Linked DNA regions of Hordeum vulgare: region 1 is linked to region 2. A link is a contact called in public Hi-C data. All regions are on one chromosome and are shown on one strand. Each heading gives the region's core, a stretch centred on a gene start, on an enhancer-like site or on the middle of the called end of the contact. The rest is flanking DNA. Distances are from core to core; before and after follow the strand shown. Region 1 holds the start of LOC123446732 (transcription factor MYB44-like). Region 2 holds the start of LOC123449208 (transmembrane 9 superfamily member 3).

Region 1 (4,664 bases), core at 261-2,760, 330 kb after region 2:
CCTCGGGTGATATCATTCTCATATTTTCAGAGGAATTTACGTCTACTTTTGTCAATTTCTTTGACGAGCCTCTTTGGCATTTGGAGCTTCATCGATCGGACCTGAATATACACTGATGAATTCAGGGCAAACTAGTACAATATTCTGACACTGATGAATTCAGGGCAAACTAGTACAATATTCTGACTGATGAATTCAGGGCAAACTACTACGTACGTGCTGTAGTTGTAATTTTCCTCATGATTTCCCATCGACCAAGGTACCGAGAAAACACAATAATAATAGTAGTACAAATAACGTAAACTGTTTCTGGATTACTTGCAACAACCAACAAGCAAGAAAATTCAGTAATCTCCAGTGAACAAGAAAAATGCTAAAAACAGATTTGTTGATTACAAATTAAAGGCCATGGAAATTACAAGACGCGTTAAGAATTTTCTTGATCATCAAGAAGCACACAGAATTATACTAAGTTTAGAACTTTCTTGATTACCTAACCAGCAAGCAAGACCATTACAGAAAATCCAGCGTTCCTTTGATACCAAGATCCACAGCTATTAATTCCGGTACAATGGCGTCCTAACATTCTTCACCCACAGCTCTTCCATTACAAGTCAATCCCACTAGGAAAATTCGTCACGATCAGCAAAAAGTAAGATGAAAGAACAACCAAGTCAAGGCAAGAGGACTAGAACGAATCTACATCCTGTAAGCCTGGAGCGGCATTACGTCGAACACCACCCTCTCCTCCGGCCAGATCCTCAGCTCGGTGAGCGGGTCGCCTAATCCGCAGGACATGTCACTCGGCGGCGCCGCAGCAGCCGCATTGCCCCTGATGATATCCCCGGGCGCCAGAGGGAACAGGTCGAGGCACTCCCTCGTCGGCGCACATGTCTCAGCATCCGGCACGTCCTCGGGCGAACCAGGGAACAGCGGCAGGCACCGCGGCGTGACCTCGGGGCCCGCGGCCTGACGGGCGGCGGCAGGAGCCCACGAGCGCGTTTGGCCCTGTTGGGAGGGCGCGTGCTCCTGGCGCTTGCGGAGGACGGAGTTCCAGCGGTTCTTGACGGCGTTGTCGGTGCGGCCGGAGAGGAACTCGGCGATGGTGGACCAGCGGTTGCCGTAGGCGGCCTGGTACTTGACGATGAGCATGTCCTCCTCGCGGGTGAAGGGCTTGACGGCCTCCACCCTGGGATCGAGGTGCTGGCACCAGCGGAGGCGGCACGACTTGGAGTTGCGGCCGGGCAGCGCTCGGCAGATGTTGTCCCAGTTGTGCGGGCCGCCGTACCGCCGCACCTGCTCCCGCAGCAGGTCGTCCTCCTCCTTGGTCCACATCTTCTTGACCCCGTGCGGCGAGCCGTCGTCGTCGCAGGCGCCGGCGTCGTTGCCCGGGAAGGAGGACGGCGGCGTCATCACCCCCCCTAGCTTGGATCGCCTCCGATGGATGGTTTCTTGCGGGATGGAGCTGGCGCGTGCGTGCGTGCGGTGGCGAGAGGCCGGAAGACAGAAGGTGGACGCGTTGCGGGTGGTGTGGGGAGGCCGGCGCTGCGTGCCGCCTTATATAGACGGACGGTGGTTAAACCTAGGCGAAGTGGAGTTGGTACCGGATCCGAGCAGGAGTCCAAACGGCGTCGGCTGCAAGTAAAAGGCAGTCCCGCACGAGCCCGTGTGGAGGAAGCTACGACGGGCCGGGAGCGACCGGGATATGGAAAGTCTAGATCGGGAATTGATGGGCCGTGCGTCCGTAGGACCAAAAATCCATCATATATCAAATAAATGGAAACTGGCGCGTATGGGCCGGGTTTATCGCGGAGACGAGTAGCAACATGGAAACTGTAGATTTACTATATAAAAAAAAAAACAAGGAAAGAGTCGCTGTCTCTTACAGCTATCTTAGCACACGGAAATCGTAAGTAGGTAGGACCACACGGCCTAAGAAATATCCACGCAGCCGTGAGGATGTTTTTTTTGTTTTGGGGGCGAAGAGAAGTTGGCACTTGTAATTTGAGTGGTTTTACAAAAAAAAGACATGCACGGTGATTAAGCTACAATTTGCATTCCCGTATGAAACTCGTATTTAGTAGAGTTGGTATTTGCATTGTTATTAGGGTCATTTATACTCGAGATTTTCCCCTATGCTCCTGCGGCTAGGGTTTTGTCTCCTCCAAAGCGATCCGATCGCCTTTAAGTTCTGTCCTGCTTCGACCGTCCCTTGTCTGTGCCCTACGCCGACCCCGGCGGACTCCCGAGGCCGTGTACGGATGGCGTCCCCCTCGGTTGCCCACTCTGCAACGAGCGGCGGCAGCACGACGGTCCCAAAACCCGATCTGGAAGACTTCTTTGACCAGTTGGATCTTAACGATAAGGAGATTGATGATGTAGAGATTGATGAGGAAGATCCTAAGGTTCAAGAAAGCATATGGTGGCTTGCCCTAGCTAGGATTCATACCAAGAAGAATTTCAGCCAATCAGCCTCCTAGATGGATATGAGGACGACATGGAATCTGACGTAGAGTGTGAGGTTTTGGCATGTTGGTCCTAATAGATTCCTCGTCCACGCCTTGTTGGGAACGCATCATGACACAAGGTCCATGGCTGTTCCGTAACTCGGTTGTGATGTTGTGCCTGTATGATGGTTTGAGTAATCCTGAGGACGTTCTGTTCGTCCATATGCCAATTTGGCTTTAGATTCACAAGCTATCATACCCTTATTGCAAGCAGAATATTGTGGAGAAACTCTTGAAGGTTGTTGGGGAGAACTTGGAGATGTGTCTCAATGGCAACATCCGAGGTGATTATGCAAGGGTGAGGATGAATCATGATATCCAACAACCCCTTACGATTTTTTAGTATTATCCGTGCGAAGGAACGGCGAGCTTATCTGGTTCGCTATGAAAAGCTGGCTAGGTTTTGCAAGGTGTGTGGCCTAGTAGGTCATGAGCATAAGGAGTGTGGGCTAGAAATACACAATGAGAAGAAACTGAAATGCGGCGATTGGTTGTATGTGGATGCTCCTAATCGCACACGATCAGAAACTGATCATGTCAAGGCAGCTGGACCTCGCCCCCCGGGGCAGGCTGGAAGCCCAAAATTCCCGGTTGATTCTGGGCAGGAGAAGATTGATCCCGAAACCATGGACACGGCATCGAGTTCGGTGAAGAACCTTCATGGCGAGATGGAGGTGGACACGGATGTGAGGAATAGGTTAAACATGGATACGACGGAGAATGGAACAAAGTACGATTCAGGTACACCGGCACCTCTGCTTTCTATCACTGATGGTAGTGGTATGGATTTAGGGAAGGATAAATCTCCCACGAGCAGCAGCTCAAGCAGTAAGGGACTTAAGCTCTCAAAGGACACTTACAAGAATGAGATATCGACGACCTCCCCTAAGGAGGACGGTCGGACACAATGAATATTCTATCATGGAACTGTCGGGGAGGGATGAACCGTCGGACGGTTCGAGAGGTTTTGACCCTCTCTAAAGCCAATAACCCCAAACTAGTCTTTCTTTGTGAGACTAGACAAGAGGCCATGAAAGTGAAAAAATTGAGATGGAGACTTGGTCTGAAAGGTTTCCATGGTGTGAGTAGTGATGATAGAAGTGGTGGTCTGGCATTGTTCTCGGACGAGGCTTTGACTATAACAGTACTCAAAGCTTGCACACGTTTCATTGATGTTAGGATTGTGGATGCAGGATCCGGTATTTCGTGGAGAAGTACCTTCATTTGTGGTGAGCCGCGAGTGGAAAACAGACAACGTATGTGGGATCACTTATGTCGACTCTGTGTTGTCTCCGAGGAGCCATGGTTTGTCTGCGGCGGTTACAATGAAGCATTGTGGTAGCATGAGCACCTCTCAAGGAGGACGCGGGCTGAAAACCAAATGTCGGTCTTCACAGATTGCCTCTTGATGTGTGAGCTTGAGGACCTCGTTTGTGTGGTCTTCCATACGCATACAATAATGGACAGAAAATACTCGCAATGTCCTTGTCCGTTTGGATCGAGCGTGTGCGTATGAATCTTGGCGTGATATCTTTCCAGCGGCGAGGGGTTTTCATCTCGCCACGTCGTGCTCAGACCATAACCCCACTTGGTAAAACTTGAGGGAGTTCAGGAGGAGAGATGTTGTCCTTATGTTCCACGCTATGAAATAATGTGGGAACATGGTCTTATTTCTAATGCCCTGTTTCAGATTGGTCCTTTGAAGGCCCTTGGATGTGATGGCTTTCCTACCCGGTTTTATCAGCGGAATTGGACGGTGTTGAAGGATAAAATTGTTGCTGTCGTCCAAGATTTTTTGTCACCGTGATTATGCTAGATGGGGTGAATAACACAACAATCATGCTTATCCCAAAAAGTTCCTCACCCGTTTTTTTTCTTCAAGAAATGGTCTAAATTTTCAATAGATACCGTTTTTCAAAAACATTAATAACATCAAAAAATGTTCGAGGTTTTATAAAAATGTTCATTTTTCTAAAAAAATGTTCGGTATTTCCAAAAAATGTTTGAAATATCAAAATTTTGTTCAATTTTTAAACTAAGTTTGTGTTCGAAAAATATTCTTAAATTTCGAAAAATATTCTTGCTTCTAAAAAATGTTAGAAATTTCAAAACTTTGTTGTTTTTCAAACTTTTTTATAAATTCAAAAAAAGTTCTGG
Region 2 (4,765 bases), core at 118-2,617:
ACCAGGGCACTCTGGTCAGTGTGCACATTGATCTCAATAACACGGTCGTTATTGTAGAGGATGTCAAAGATAATGTGCCTGTAGAGGTAATACTTCCACTCGCTCGGGTCCGGCTTGCCTCCCTTCTCGACCTTACCAATAAAACCCCACAGTGGGAGATCATCATAGTACATCTGGAAGTAGTAGTCCTTGGCTACGGCGTTCCGGAACTTGGCCACGTCCTCCTTGGTAAGCTTCTTGGGGCAAACCGCCTTGGAGTCATGATCCGTGCGGAAATCAAGCTTGTAGGGCGCGTCGACCAGCCGATCCCCATTGAGGACCTCGCCTAGGGCCTCGCTCTTCTCCTTCACTTTCTCTGAAAATTAAAGTCACAGATAATAAGCATGACATGGTTGGAGAGAGAAGTTACTTAACCAAGCAAGTGATGGAATGAATAGTGAGGAACTAACCCGGGGAGCAGAAAGGGAGGTCGAAGTAGCGGTACGTCTCGCTGCAAGGAAAGGAAGCAAGGCGTGAGGATTGCGTTTATAAAGGGGCAGAAATCTGCTTTAGCAAACAAGATCCGGTTCCTAACGCTGCAGACAAAAGTTCGTTGGATACAGGCCAAAATTGGCGCCCAAACCAATAACAACCGACACTTAACTGAAGATGGGCATAAATAGAGGCCTACTACGTGAGGAAGATCCGGGGTGCACTGAATCAGTTGCGGATGCCGCGCAATCCACCGCCCCGAGAGCTCTCCGCCAGATCTCCTCCGAAACTAGGCGGTGCTAAGTGCTAACCATCGTGGCGCGGCGTAAACCCTCCCAGACCATTCCGCCCCGGCGTCGGACAGGGACGGTACACGGCACGGCCAACTCGCCCGCGGGAGCCGACGGATCCGATGACTCACTCACCCACCCACCCACGCGCGCGAATGGAACGGAAAGGGATCTGGAGGAGGGATGGAGATCTGGCTGACCTGGGGTTGTGGAAGGGGCCGACCTTGTTGGCGTAGAGCGGGACGGGGTCGCCGAGCTTGTAGCGGTGGTCGGAGCCGTCGGAGAGGACGCCGGCCACGGCGAGGGCGAGCAGGAGGAGGAGCGCCGAGGCCGCGCGCGCGGCCGGCGATGCCATGGCTCGTCCTCTCCTCTCCTCTCCTCGGGCGGTGGGGCGGCGGGGCGGCGTTGACGAGAGGGGGGGGGAGGGGCACGAGGCGAGGAAGGGGCGGAGAGATCTGAGTGGCGCCCTGCTTGCTTCTTAATAGAAATAGAAGGGAGGGAGGGAGACGGAGGAGCAAGGAAGGATGGAGATCTGGCTCTGGGGGTTGGGTTTGGCTCAGGTCCTTCTCGGATGGCGTTCTTTTTTTCCTTCTCTCTTGCGGGCGGGGCGTTGGGTTGGGTGGTGGTGGAAGGTGGCGATGTACCCGATTGGTCCGCCTTTGTGTGCATTGGTCAGCTAGCGAACCCACATTTGGTCGACGCGTCGGTCGCTTTGGCACGATCCGAATCCAGCTCAGGCTCCCCGCCCATTTGGAGTCCGGTGCAAGCCTCTTTACCGCCTTTTTGGCCTGACCGCACTCTCAAATCTCGTTAGTGTCTACTGCTACTGGTAGTAGTAGTAGAGTTATTTAATTATTACTCATATTAATGAACTCGCGTTTTGCGACTCAAGGCACAACCACCGACAGCCTCCTAAAAACAGAAAACGTTTTCATAATTGAACACATCATGAAAAGGCTCCTGAAAACAGAAAGCTGGTTCTCTTCAACTATAATTATTTAAATACGAAGAAAGTATTGCATTTGATAGAAAATCTAACATCTATCCCAAAAAAATTTTTACAGTTTCTTTGTTTTTTTCTGAGACATCAAATACTCTTTGCTAATCCTATAGAATTTAAATGGACATATCAGTCCAACTCTGTATTTTTCAGTTCCTGCATTTTTAAAATCCCGCGAATCAAAGAAGACCGAAAACGGCACAAGAATCTATATGCATCTTACCACAAGAGTTAATGAAATTGCAATGTCCCAAGAGAACTTTAATTAACCCCCGAATATAAAATACTATTCGGCATCTGGGTTGACAGAACTGCGCAACACAAGGGAGGGAGGGAGGGGGGGCGGCTAAAGTAACAAAACAAAGTACAGCATATTCATGGACAACATTACTTGTGAAAAATGATTGTGATATTTACACTACATTAGGAAATTTCAGCAAAAACTCAGTACTGCACCACAAATCCAGAACCTGTTTGGGTGGTTACATATGAACTTGAGAGCGGTTACATACTACAGATAACTAGCATGCCTAAACTATTTTCTCCGAGCCATGCTTTGGCAGCTTGTCTCGAGAGCTAATGTTAGCATGTCAGTGCAAAACTGGTCGTCTGGTTTCAACCATAGAGCCTGAAAGAAAAGCAGAGGTGAGAAAAATCCTAGCCCAACCACTTGTTAACAAAAGCATAATAAAACTGAGAAAATATGTGTTGGTTCCCATTTGAAGCATGTCTATTGTTCTAATGGTTACTTGTTACGGAACTGTGGATTATACACGAAGTGAAAACAAAATGGAAGATTTCAGAGCATATATTTTGCAGGGAAGTCATTTGTTGCCCTAACTTATTGGGTGATAATGCTTAATGAAAACATAAAAAGCTCACCTTGTGGTAGTAAGTTATGGCAGCTTCAAAATCATCCTGTAATATTAAAAAGAATATCATTAGAAGTAATATATATACATGGAAAATAAATTACTGTCATTACTTAAGCTCAAACACACAAAAGTGTCAAACTTGGACAAATGCTATTCGCAAAATAAATAAATAAAATGAAGGACACTATTCTCATCATTGGAACCATGAGTTTTCTTCTAAAAGAATATTGTTTCCCTACAAATATCAAGTGCACGTGTTGGTGTGTAACTCTAAACTCCTTCCTGCCTGATTGTTTCAGTTTGTTACAACAACAACAACAAAGCCTTTTGGGGCAGGCTAGAGGTGAAACCCATAAAATCCCGCAACCGACTCATGATCCTGGCACATAGATAGCAGCTTCCATGCACCCATGTTAATGGCTAGTGCTTTGGTGATACTCCACTCCTTCAAATCTCTCTTTACGGACTTCTCCCATGTCAAGTTCAGTCTACCCGACCTCCCATGTCAAGTTCGGTCTACCCCGACCTCCCATGTCAAGTTCGGTCTACGCTGAATATGCCCAAACCATCTCAGACGATGTCGGACAAGCTTCTCCTCAATCGGTGCTAACCCAACTCTATCCCGTATGTCATCATTTTAGACTCGGTCCTTCCTTGTGTGGCCACACATACATCTCAACATGCGCATCTCCGTCACACCTAACCGTTGAATATGTCGTCGCCTCTTAGTCGGCCAAACACTCAGCGCCATACAACATTGCGGGTTGAATCCCCGTCCTATAGAACTTGCCTTTTAGCTTTTGTGGCACTCTCTTGTCATAGAGAATGCTAGAAGCTTGGCGCCACTTCATCATCCGACTTTGATTCGATGATTCACGTGTTCATCAATGTCCCCATCCTTCTGCAACATTGACCCCAAATATCAAAAGGTGTCCTTCTCAGGCACCACCTGTCCATCAAGGCTAACCTCCTTCTCCTCTCATGTACTCCATTTTAGTTCTACTAAGTCTAAAACCTGTCGATTCCAAGGTTTGTCTTCATAGCTCTTAACTTCATGTTGACCCACATCCGACTATCATCGACTAGCACCACATCATCCACAAAGAGCATACATCAAGAGATATATCCTTGTACTCCCTCCGTTTCTTTTACTTTGCATATAAGATTTGGTCAAAGTCAAGCTAAACAAAGTTTGACCAAATTTATACAAAAAAATAACAATGTCTACAATGGTAAAGTTATACATTATGAAAGTTAATTTAATGATGCATCTAGTAATATTGATTTCGTATTGTGAATATTGATATATTTTTCTGTAAAGTTAGTCAAAGTTTACAAAGCTTGACTTTGACCAAATCTTATATGCAAACTAAAAAAACAGAGGGAGTATATCCTTGTGACCTCATCCATCACCAAGCCAAAAAGATAAGGGCTCAAATCTGACCCCTGGTGCAATCCTATTTTAGTTGGTAAGTCATCAGTGTCGCCATCACTTGTTCAAACACTTGTCACAACATTATCGTATATGTCCTTGATGAAGGTAATTTACTTTGTTGCGACTTTATGTTTCTCCAAGGCCCACCACATGACATTTTGTGGTATCTTATCATAGGCCTTCTCCAAGTCAATGAACACCATATGCATGTCCTTCTTTTATGTATCTCTCCATAAGTTGTCGTACCAAGAAAATGGCTTCCATGGTCGACCTACCACGCATGAAACCAAACTGATTTTTTGTCACCCTTGTCATTCTTCTTAAGAGGTGCTCAATGACTCTCCCATACCTTCATTGCATGGCTCATCAACTTAATTACACGGTAATTAGTACAACTCCAAGCATCCCCCTTCTTGAAGATTGGTACTAATATATTGTCTTCATTCTTGTGGCATTGCCTGAAAAATAAGGTTGAAAAGCATAGTTAGCCATACTATCGTTATGTCTCCTAGGCCTCTTCACACCTCAATGGGGATACAATCATGGCCCATCGCCTTGCTGCCTTTCATCCTTTTTAAAGCCTCCTTGACCTCGGACTCCTGGATTCACCGCACAAAATGCCTGTTGGTAAGGAGTCGTCCAGTTCAATGGTAGAGCTCTTATTCTCCCCGTTGAACAACTTATCGAAGTACTC

What was found. Hi-C and Micro-C count contacts between places; a contact is called where the count stands out from the background.
Region 1: a contact with region 2 is called in a Hi-C map of leaf, with 3 times the contacts expected there. The contact joins the promoter of LOC123446732 here to the promoter of LOC123449208 in region 2. A contact is called at or near these places in 1 of 6 Hi-C or Micro-C datasets (leaf) and 1 of 1 datasets of contacts at active chromatin or transcription factors (embryo).

Annotation. Positions count from the first base shown.
Region 1 is chr4H:514,433,353-514,438,016 of MorexV3_pseudomolecules_assembly, forward strand. LOC123446732 (transcription factor MYB44-like) reads right to left here and starts at 1,511. Exons shown (of 1, transcript XM_045123284.1): 1 at 375-1,511. The coding sequence starts at 1,413. The coding sequence ends at 700.
Region 2 is chr4H:514,104,095-514,108,859 of MorexV3_pseudomolecules_assembly, forward strand. LOC123449208 (transmembrane 9 superfamily member 3) reads right to left here and starts at 1,368. Exons shown (of 7, transcript XM_045126344.1): 1 at 962-1,368; 2 at 450-490; 3 at 1-355. The coding sequence starts at 1,116. It overlaps LOC123449209 (anaphase-promoting complex subunit 6), which reads right to left. Exons shown (of 16, transcript XM_045126346.1): 15 at 2,644-2,679; 16 at 2,136-2,389. The coding sequence ends at 2,297.